2 separate regions of the Mus musculus genome follow, and region 2 is linked to region 1. A link is a contact called in public Hi-C data. All regions are on one chromosome and are shown on one strand. Each heading gives the region's core, a stretch centred on a gene start, on an enhancer-like site or on the middle of the called end of the contact. The rest is flanking DNA. Distances are from core to core; before and after follow the strand shown.

Region 1 (4,581 bases), core at 805-3,304:
CATCCACTCATTGGCTAAGTTATTATGAAGTGTCTCTCCCCGATCCCCACCCCATACATCAAAGGGACCAGGTGCATCTTGCCACTATAGTTGCTGGATTTCAGAAAACACAAAGCAAGGCGCGTCATAAGGCCATGACTTCAGCAGTGAAAGAATTTCTCAGATGGGAGAAGGGCCGAGTGCCAGGTAACAAGCAATGTGTGGCCAGTTAGCTAATCCATCACCTATGAAACTTCGTTTTTGCCTTTTTATGCGCTTCTTATCAAGTCCTGCCTCTCTCTCATGTGCCTTTGCATATGCATGGGCATATGTGTATATGTGTGCCTGTGTGTATTTATGTGAAACCTGCAAGGCATTTTTTTATAGGCACATCTTTTTTATTTTATTTATTTGGTGGTGTTGCTGTCTTCAGACAAACCAGAAGAAGGCATCTGATCCTATTGCAGATGGTTGTGAGCCACCATGTGGTGACTGAGAATTGAACTCAGGACCTCTGGAAGAACAGTTAATGCTCTTAACCACTGAGCCATCTCTCCAGCCCCGCACATCTTTCCTTAAATCTTAAAAAACAAAACAAAAAACAAAAAACAATGTATACAAGTGTGAGGAGATCTAGTCAGCCTTGGGTGTCAGTCCTCACTATCTGCCTTGAGACAGAGTCTCCTGTTTTCTGCTATGTATTTCCAGGCTGGTCCAGGAGTGCAGATTTCTTTCTCTCCATCCTTTCACTTGATATAGGAGCACTGGACTACAGGGCATAGTGGGTTTTGGGGGAAGCTGTTTATTCACTGAGCTGTCTTCTCAGCCCCTGTTTCTCCAGTTTTAAATATGCAAAACTTCTTCATTAAATCTTCCATTTTGCTTATTTTGTTTCACGAAAGAACCAGACTCATGAAATTCTCCACATGTTAAAGTAAGAAACTTGGTGTTTAAAGCGCCTCTGGTTCCTCCACCTCCCACTCTTGGGCTCTCAGCTCTGCCTGGTAACTTTGTTGCTTCCTTTCTTCCCTCCATGTCGCCTGTTGTTTCTCTCTTAAGTAGTAAATGTAACAACCCGAGCACAGTTGAAAACATCAGATAGGAACAATGACTTTAGGTGCCTATAACCTCCAAACTGTGAAGCCATAGAGAAGAAAGGGAAGGTTATCAAATGATCAAAAAAAAAAAAAAAAAAAAAAAAAAAGACACAGCTTCTTGGACTGAAATTTTCAACAGTGCAAAATTTGAGATGTTTTTCTTTCTGAGATGAGCTGTGAGTTGTGTTTCATCAAAAGTAAAGAAGTTACTTTTGAAAATTGTCTCCACAGCTTAGGGAAGAAAAAAAGCCTAGATTCCCTACTTCAAAAGGAGCTCTTTATTAGTGTGTCTACTTGAGAAACAAACCCGGAGTCAGAGAGGGTAGACAGAGCCTTCCTAATTCAGACAAGCAGCAGCAGGCAGGCAGAGTCACCGCCAACCTGCTTGGCAAATTAGTGTTCGAAAATATTATGTCTCAAATGTAGGAAGTCTGCAGGCAGAGTGTTTGCGGTGTTATCAGACAAGAATCTCTGTGTACCTGGACTTAGTGTCCACTTCTCTTCAAACCCAAGGCTTTGCACTGAGTTATGTCAACATATGACTCAAAAGGGCCGGAAAGGGAAAAACAGGCACAAAGAGGGCTGTGGAGACAAGCGCAAATAAAAACATAAGCCAAAGTAAGCCTGCTTGTTCTGAGAACTGGGAGCGCTTCTTTTTGAACCAAAAGTGGAAAAAATAAATAAATGGACTCTATACATTCTAGTGACCTTTGTCTCATCTCAAGGGAATAAAAATATATAAAGAAAATATTCTAATATTCTAAATGATAAGTAAAATTTCCTTTTAATCCATACTGTCTCTAGAAAATGCTAGGTATGGGGTATGGGGCATGGCTCATGTAAGTGCTTGCTGTGCAAGCATGAAGACGCCCTGAGTTCAATATAGAGAATTCACATGAAAAAGCCAGATGGGGCAGTGTACACCTGTCATCCTCGGAATGGAGCTCACCGGCCGGCCAGCTTAGTCTGACTATGACGCTCCAGGCCACTAAAGTGAAAGAATCTGAGAAACTCTATGTGAGAGTGTCTGTCAGTCTCCATGTGCACATGCATGTGTGTGCACAGACATGCTCACACACACTCCTCTCCCCTAGATATTAGTTATGCATAGTATAGTCTCTAAGCGCCATCAGGAATTGGTGCTAATTTTACTGAACAGTTTATATATACAACTCTTCCAACGTTAAAACAGTGAGAGATAAATGATTGACAGGGACTGCTCCTGCTAGCATGAACCTCCCTGAGAAGCACTATACAGATAACAGGCACTAATATTTGCCTCAAATATTATGTGGTTCATTCTAGTACCATGCATACTTCCTCATTTAAATGAACTTATGTGTGTTAAAGGAGTACTTTTGTAAAATAGGAACCCTTTTATGTGGCCAACATTATGACCACCAGAAATGCTGACTACTAAGAAAAATATTTTAATTTTCTTTCTAGCATACAATAGTAATTATATCTTAACAAAAATGCAATTATTTCCGTTTGCTTTTAAGTGTCACTGTTGAATAAAGGCTCTGAGCCTGCTGGTCAGAGACTGAATTGAAAGTGACTTTTAAATAAAGCCCATAACTTACTGTGTGGACACAAGAAAGGCATTTACATAGCTATAAGATGAGCTAATCCCAGAGATGACAGAAAAAGGAAAGAATGATCAAAATACTTGGAAAATTTGATCTGCTTTGCTTGACAGCTTAGAAAACCCAATATTCTCTGCCTTAATATAATATGAAGTTATGCAATAATCTGCAACACATATAATAAACTCCTCAGTCTCAATTTGTCTGGCTCTAGAGATACAACTGATCGTGTAAAGGTTTGAATGCAAATGGGAGACATGAAAGACTGGATGTGGGTGGGCAGATGGCAAACTCTATTCAATTAAGCAAGACTGACTTCAGCATTCAACCAATTTAAAATTCTAATTGGAATCTAACAAGACATTTTTTCCTCCTCCTCCCTTTTATCCTCAAAATATCAAATCTAATATTTTTCACGTTCTATTGTATCTTAGGCAAGGTTCCTAAATATTTCACATATGTTCCTAGTGACATTTTGTACTCAGAAAGGGTAATGAAATGTTAGCGATTGTGAAATGCTAACGATCCAGGCATGCTATGTAATAACAATTCGTGTTTCTCAATCTGATAAACTGAGAAGGTCAAAAAAATGTGACTTTTCTTATTTTAACCAGACAATTATGGCATAAAATGAGCTGCTAGCTAGTCCAGTGTCTTCTCTATGACTTCTATTATAGAAGTGGTTTAACAACTTGCAAATGAAGAGATAACAGTGAACTAGTCTAAAGGCAGAATCTATTGCATATGTAGAACATCCCTATGTTAGCTTGATGAAGAGAAGATCAACTTTTCCACGATGGCAGCATCAGAACTGGGTTACTATCCCACTAGCTTGATGCACACTGGATGGTAAAGTCGATGGCTCACAGAACTCATCTTTGCTGAGGACTCTATCTATGCACTGATAACAGAATAGAGCCTTTCTGTCTAAAAGATACATTGTTTAAGATAGGATTTGCATTGGAATGGAACATGTGTTTTGAAGGACCATGCTAACATTCATGAGAACATCTCAAGAGAAGAAGAAAAAGGTTTAAGACAAATGTGGTGGGAAAGAAGACCAAAATCACCAGAAGGTCATGGAGAGCTAGTCTCCAGTCCTAGAAACTAGTCTATCTCTTAGTTAGGACCCAAACAGATCCCATTTTTGAGGTGGCTTTTATAGAGCAAATGAGAAGAATTTCTGCCTGTGGAATAGCTCTCTGCTTTGCCTGTGGAAAAAGACTTTCATTTATGATGTGGTCCCTATGGGCACTCAACGTTTCTTTATAGTAGGTAGCAGGATACATGGATGGATGAACGACACCCTGAATGTTTGGACACTACCCAGAACAAACTATGGCTTTTAGACATTGAGAAAAGGAGTTGAAGGCAGTGGCCATTTGTTTCTCCAACATAGATTTTTTTTTTATAAAATAGGGGTTTTACTAGGTAGCCCTGGCTGGCCTAGAACTCACAGAGACATGCCTCTTTTTGACTCCTGAGTGTTGCGATTAAAGGCATCTTTTACTATGCCCTGCCTCTAACATCTTCATACTGTTCTTCCCTCAAGTAAGAAGAGGGCTACTGCGGGTGGGCCAAACGTAAGGACAACTAGGGAACAGTGGAGCCATAGAGGATTGCGGCTGACAAGAGAGGCTTAGGAACCGCAGTCTCAGACATTTCCACTTCTCCATTTCTTTCTACACAAACCAGGGATTGTGTTACTCTCTAGTCTCTTAAACAATATTCACTGAATTTGGGGGGTGATCAATGAGATTATTACTTCTGCTTAGATATTTAATTCATCATCTGAAGGAAAGAGAACTGCTCACACTGGGTGGTTTTCTGTATATGGTATTAGTTATATCATCTTGCAGCAGATTCTCTTACCTGAACCAAATTTAGCCTTTTGATATCTAAGAAAATGTGTGTGTGTG
Region 2 (4,109 bases), core at 1,607-4,106, 210 kb before region 1:
TAGGCAACACCAAGGAAGGAGGAACTCTCTATATAAAACGGTTTGAGTGCCATCTGCTTCAAAGGGTAGCTTTTTTCTCTTTTGGTCTGGCATCTTGGCTTCTGAGATCAATTTGTGGGTCCTTTGACCCTCGGGAAGCCACTGGTTAGTGTCCTCACAGCATTTTGGGAGTTGGCTAAAAAAATACACATAATGCATTATTTCACAGAAAATATGAGTGTGTGGGAACTGAGGGGGCAGGGCATTCATGAGTAACACGCTTGGTGGACACATGAGATCAGCGTCTTCCCGTCCTCACCGCTCTGAAGAAGTAGTGGTGGGTGGACAGAGGTGCGGTAGTGGGGCGCAGCAGCTGGAACACAGAAGAAACAGTCATCTTGGCCATATTGAAACCTAATTTGCCACAGGCATGAGGCTGCCCAGGCATTGGGTACCCAAGGCCTCTTAGTTTCAGCTAAAATTGCCTTCTTTTTCTTTTTCTTAAACAATTTTTGAGATTTTAATTTATCTCTTATTTTTATTTTGTATATATGAGAGTTTTGCTAGCATATTGATGCACCACATGCTTGCTGTGCCCACAGAGGCCAGAAGACAATATCAGATCTCTGGGACTAGAGTTTAGGTAGTTATGAGCCACTGTGTAGGTGCTAGGAATGGAACTAAGGTTCTCTGGAAGAACTACCAGTGTTCTTAACTGCTGAGCCATCTCTCTAGTCCACTTTGAAATTTCAAGAGAAAAGTCCACAGTAACTCACATTTATGTATGTATGTATGTATGTATGTATGTATGTATGTATGTATTTATTTTTGCGACAGTCTCTCTACATAGTCCTGGAATTCATTTTCTAGACAAGGCTGGCCTCGAACTCACAGAGATCTACCTGCCTTTGCCTCCCAAATGCTAGGATTAAAGGTGTGTGCTACTCTGCCTGGTGATTCAGTAACTTAAATATATATATCAAACTTCCCTTGAGCATCAAAGTAATTGTTTAACAACAGATTGATGCAAATTTGAAATATATGAATTAGAGCAATTTGGAATTTATTTTGTTAGAATGATCCATGACCTTTAAGTTTGAAGAAACCATGAAATCTTGGATATTTAGCTTGTTTTTCCTCTGATATTTTCTAATTTAGAAGATGCAAAATCCCACCTGATACCACCATAGCAGCAAGTGTGTTGAGCACTCATATTATCTATCTATCTATAAATTATTAGTTCTCCTGAATGTCTAGCGTGGGAGATTTTCATTTAAGAAGAAAGAGAGTCCATGATAGCAACCTAACATTTTGCTGGGGCCTCTGGAGTGACTTCCAGTGGTGGCTCTGAAGGACAGAGTAATGGGACCTGACAGTCACCGTCCTCTCCGAGGTCACACTAAATGTCATGATGCTCACCATGGAGTAGGTTCTTTAACAAGAGTAAGGTGAATTGCTCTCTCTTTGCGCATCTTGTGCAAAGTATGAACAGAAGCGGCAGAAGCAAGAGTGAGAGAGGTAGGGAGGGAGGGAGGGAAGGGGGAAGGGAGGGAGGGAGGGAGGGAGGGAGAGAGAGAGAGAGAGAGAGAGAGAGAGAGAGAGAGAGAGAGAGAGAGAGAATATTTTTTTAAGGTCTACCTGGGACAGGGTGAAAGGTGATTTATTGTATTCCAGCAGACAGAAGTTTACCACTGATGTTTTAAGCACTAAAAGACCCGTTCACACAATCGGGGAGGGGCCACATGACTTTAGGCTTTATTTTAAATACACATCCCTCACGTTTGTAAGACTATTTTTCTCCAGTTATCACAGTGATTATCCTAGAAAGAAAAGGGGTTTAAGGAATGATGGAGAGAACAGGGACAAGTGAAGAGTTGGGGAGCCCTGCTTATTTCCAACCTGTCTAGGACAGGAAGAAAATCATGACGCAAAGTCTATAGGGCAGGAGGTTAGTGTGCTACGGGTGTTTCGTGGAAAGAGATTAGGGGGCACCTACTGGGGCAGAGAATCTACCTAGGGCTTCCTAGCCAAGGAACCAAAGATTTTCTCAAACATCGACTTCTCTCTCTCATGCCAGCGGAAGATCCACTTTGTAACATCTGTAAACGTAGTTTCATGCAGACAGTCCTATGTAGGGGTTACTCAACCTCCTGTTTTTACTTTTGAGTCCTGGCCGGGCCATCAATCACCGTCTTCATTGTTTGGGAGGACTTTCAGTTGCACAACTTTCTGGGCACGCCTTAATTCAACCAGACACAGTGGAAATCATTGCAATTCTGCTTTCAAATGTTTGTGGTTGGTGCGTATCTTTTAACCAGCACTTCCCCCACTTGAAAATGTTTAACTAATAGTTCATAATAAATCTGAAAAAGGGAATTCTCCTCATACCCCTCCTACCTCTCTCTCTTCCTCTTTTTCTCTTCCTCCTCCCTCTTCTCTCCCTCCTCCTTCCTCCTCCTCTCCTGCCTCCTTCCTCTCTCTTTCTCCTTGCCGTTATCTTTTGAGCCACAAAACGGCCAACTAACTGGCTTACAGCAGGGCAGCATTGAAGGTTCCCCATTCTGTGCAAACACCTTTGGAGCGAATCCTGTGGCAGGGAAGAGAGAGCAATTAGCTTCCTGAAGTCTCAGCCGGGTCTGTTAATGAACGCTGCTGGCACTGTAATTTACAGATGGGATTATGACATTCCCACCTCTACTCAGGTCCTGCTTCCTCAACTCTCAGAGGTGAGGAGATGATGAATGAGTTAATATTTGTTCAAGGATTTGCAGAAAAGCAGCGTCTTAAAAGCTGCCGCAAATGGCGCTTCTACGCAGTTCCCTCTAAGTGAGAGCAAGAGAAGGAGACTGGAGCAGGACACCAGGCTGCTCTTTGCACTCTGCACACCGCTGGGACACAGAGGCCTCTTGCCTGCTCATGGCAGTACTTGTTCATGTGATGTTTATAGGACGTGGGAGGCGCAGTTAACAGCTTTCCTCACGGACTCCATCCAGTATCTTCTGGGAGCATCTCCTTAGCCTCTGCCCTCAGAACCTGCCTCAGGCCCAGTGCTCATGAACCTTCATCAGAATTTCCCATCAAGTGAAAAATTCTTTCGAAAGGTCCTTTAGGGCCCAGTCAGATGACGGAGTAACTGCTTTGAGAAAGTAATTTAACCCAGTGCATTAACCATGGCAAACTTCTCAGAGAATCTTCTTCAAAGGTCAGTATATTAACAATAATAAATCCAGAAGAGGGAGAATGGTCAGGACAGTGTCTCTCATCAAGTCTTGAGCATGCGTGAAAGTCTGTGCAGAATTCAGGTATTGTCTAAATTCTCACAGACATCTTGGGAGTGGGAGTTATGTTTATTTTGCTTGTGGGGTGACAAATCCAGAGACATTCCTTAACCTGCCTTAAGTCACACAGCTGGGAAGCAGCAGGGCCGAGATTCACATCACCAAGTCTTGGGCTTTTACGTTTATAAACTCAAGGCATACAGGAGAGGCTCTTATCCCTAAGACCTTGCATATGCTTTTCACGTAGAAGATACACAAACTCTTACTAAGTACACTGAGTTTAGTTATCCTCTGTATGATGCTGGAAATCTCACCTTTCCAGGGCAAACATTTTAAGTAAACAGAGAAAGGTCTGGGAGTATAGCTCAGCAGTACATTGCTGGCCTGTGCTGCTCTCTCTGTGACCAGCACTGCTGTAACAACAATCTACTTTACCCTCCCCGCCAGCATACACACACACACACACACACACACACCCCTCAAACAAAGCACAAAGAAATGAGCTGTGCTTGTATGGAAGCTGTGGTGGATCAAGGGGAGATAATGTGGGAGTTGAAGATTCTCTCACTCATCAACTGAGAATTACCAAGGAACACCCCCACCCCCACCCCAGCTCCTCCAGCCTTTGAAGTCAGATGGAATCAACAAGTACCTGGCTACATGAAAGGCTATCTGTGTTTGGCAGATCTCTGAGAACCTTTTAGCAGCCAACTAAATGGTCAGCATTTGTTAAGCACAAAGACTTCCTGGCCTAGGAGGAAACACGGATCATGTCTTCAAGGGATGCTCACACTGATAAAGGACCCTGAGAACTTCCGATGCCTGTATCCATTTCAGGCACGCCCTGGACCA

Evidence for each region. A called contact is a pair of places that touch in the nucleus more often than the background predicts.
Region 2: a contact with region 1 is called in a Hi-C map of liver, with 2.4 times the contacts expected there. The contact joins two enhancer-like sites. A contact is called at or near these places in 5 of 484 Hi-C or Micro-C datasets (erythroblasts, granulocyte-monocyte progenitors, liver and 2 more) and 2 of 115 datasets of contacts at active chromatin or transcription factors (neural progenitor cells and pancreatic cancer cells).

What each region holds. Positions count from the first base shown.
Region 1 is chr1:71,720,999-71,725,579 of GRCm38.p6, reverse strand. No RefSeq gene overlaps it. Among named protein-coding and RNA genes, the nearest start is that of Gm30160, 5.1 kb to the left of the region's middle. Within about 2 kb of position 2,054, at least 28 of the 459 cell types and tissues checked have an H3K27ac peak or open chromatin away from gene starts, as enhancers often do. A contact at or near this core is called in liver and uterus, where this site is marked.
Region 2 is chr1:71,936,873-71,940,981 of GRCm38.p6, reverse strand. No RefSeq gene overlaps it. Among named protein-coding and RNA genes, the nearest start is that of Gm28818, 40 kb to the right of the region's middle. Within about 2 kb of position 2,856, at least 66 of the 459 cell types and tissues checked have an H3K27ac peak or open chromatin away from gene starts, as enhancers often do. A contact at or near this core is called in liver and uterus, where this site is marked.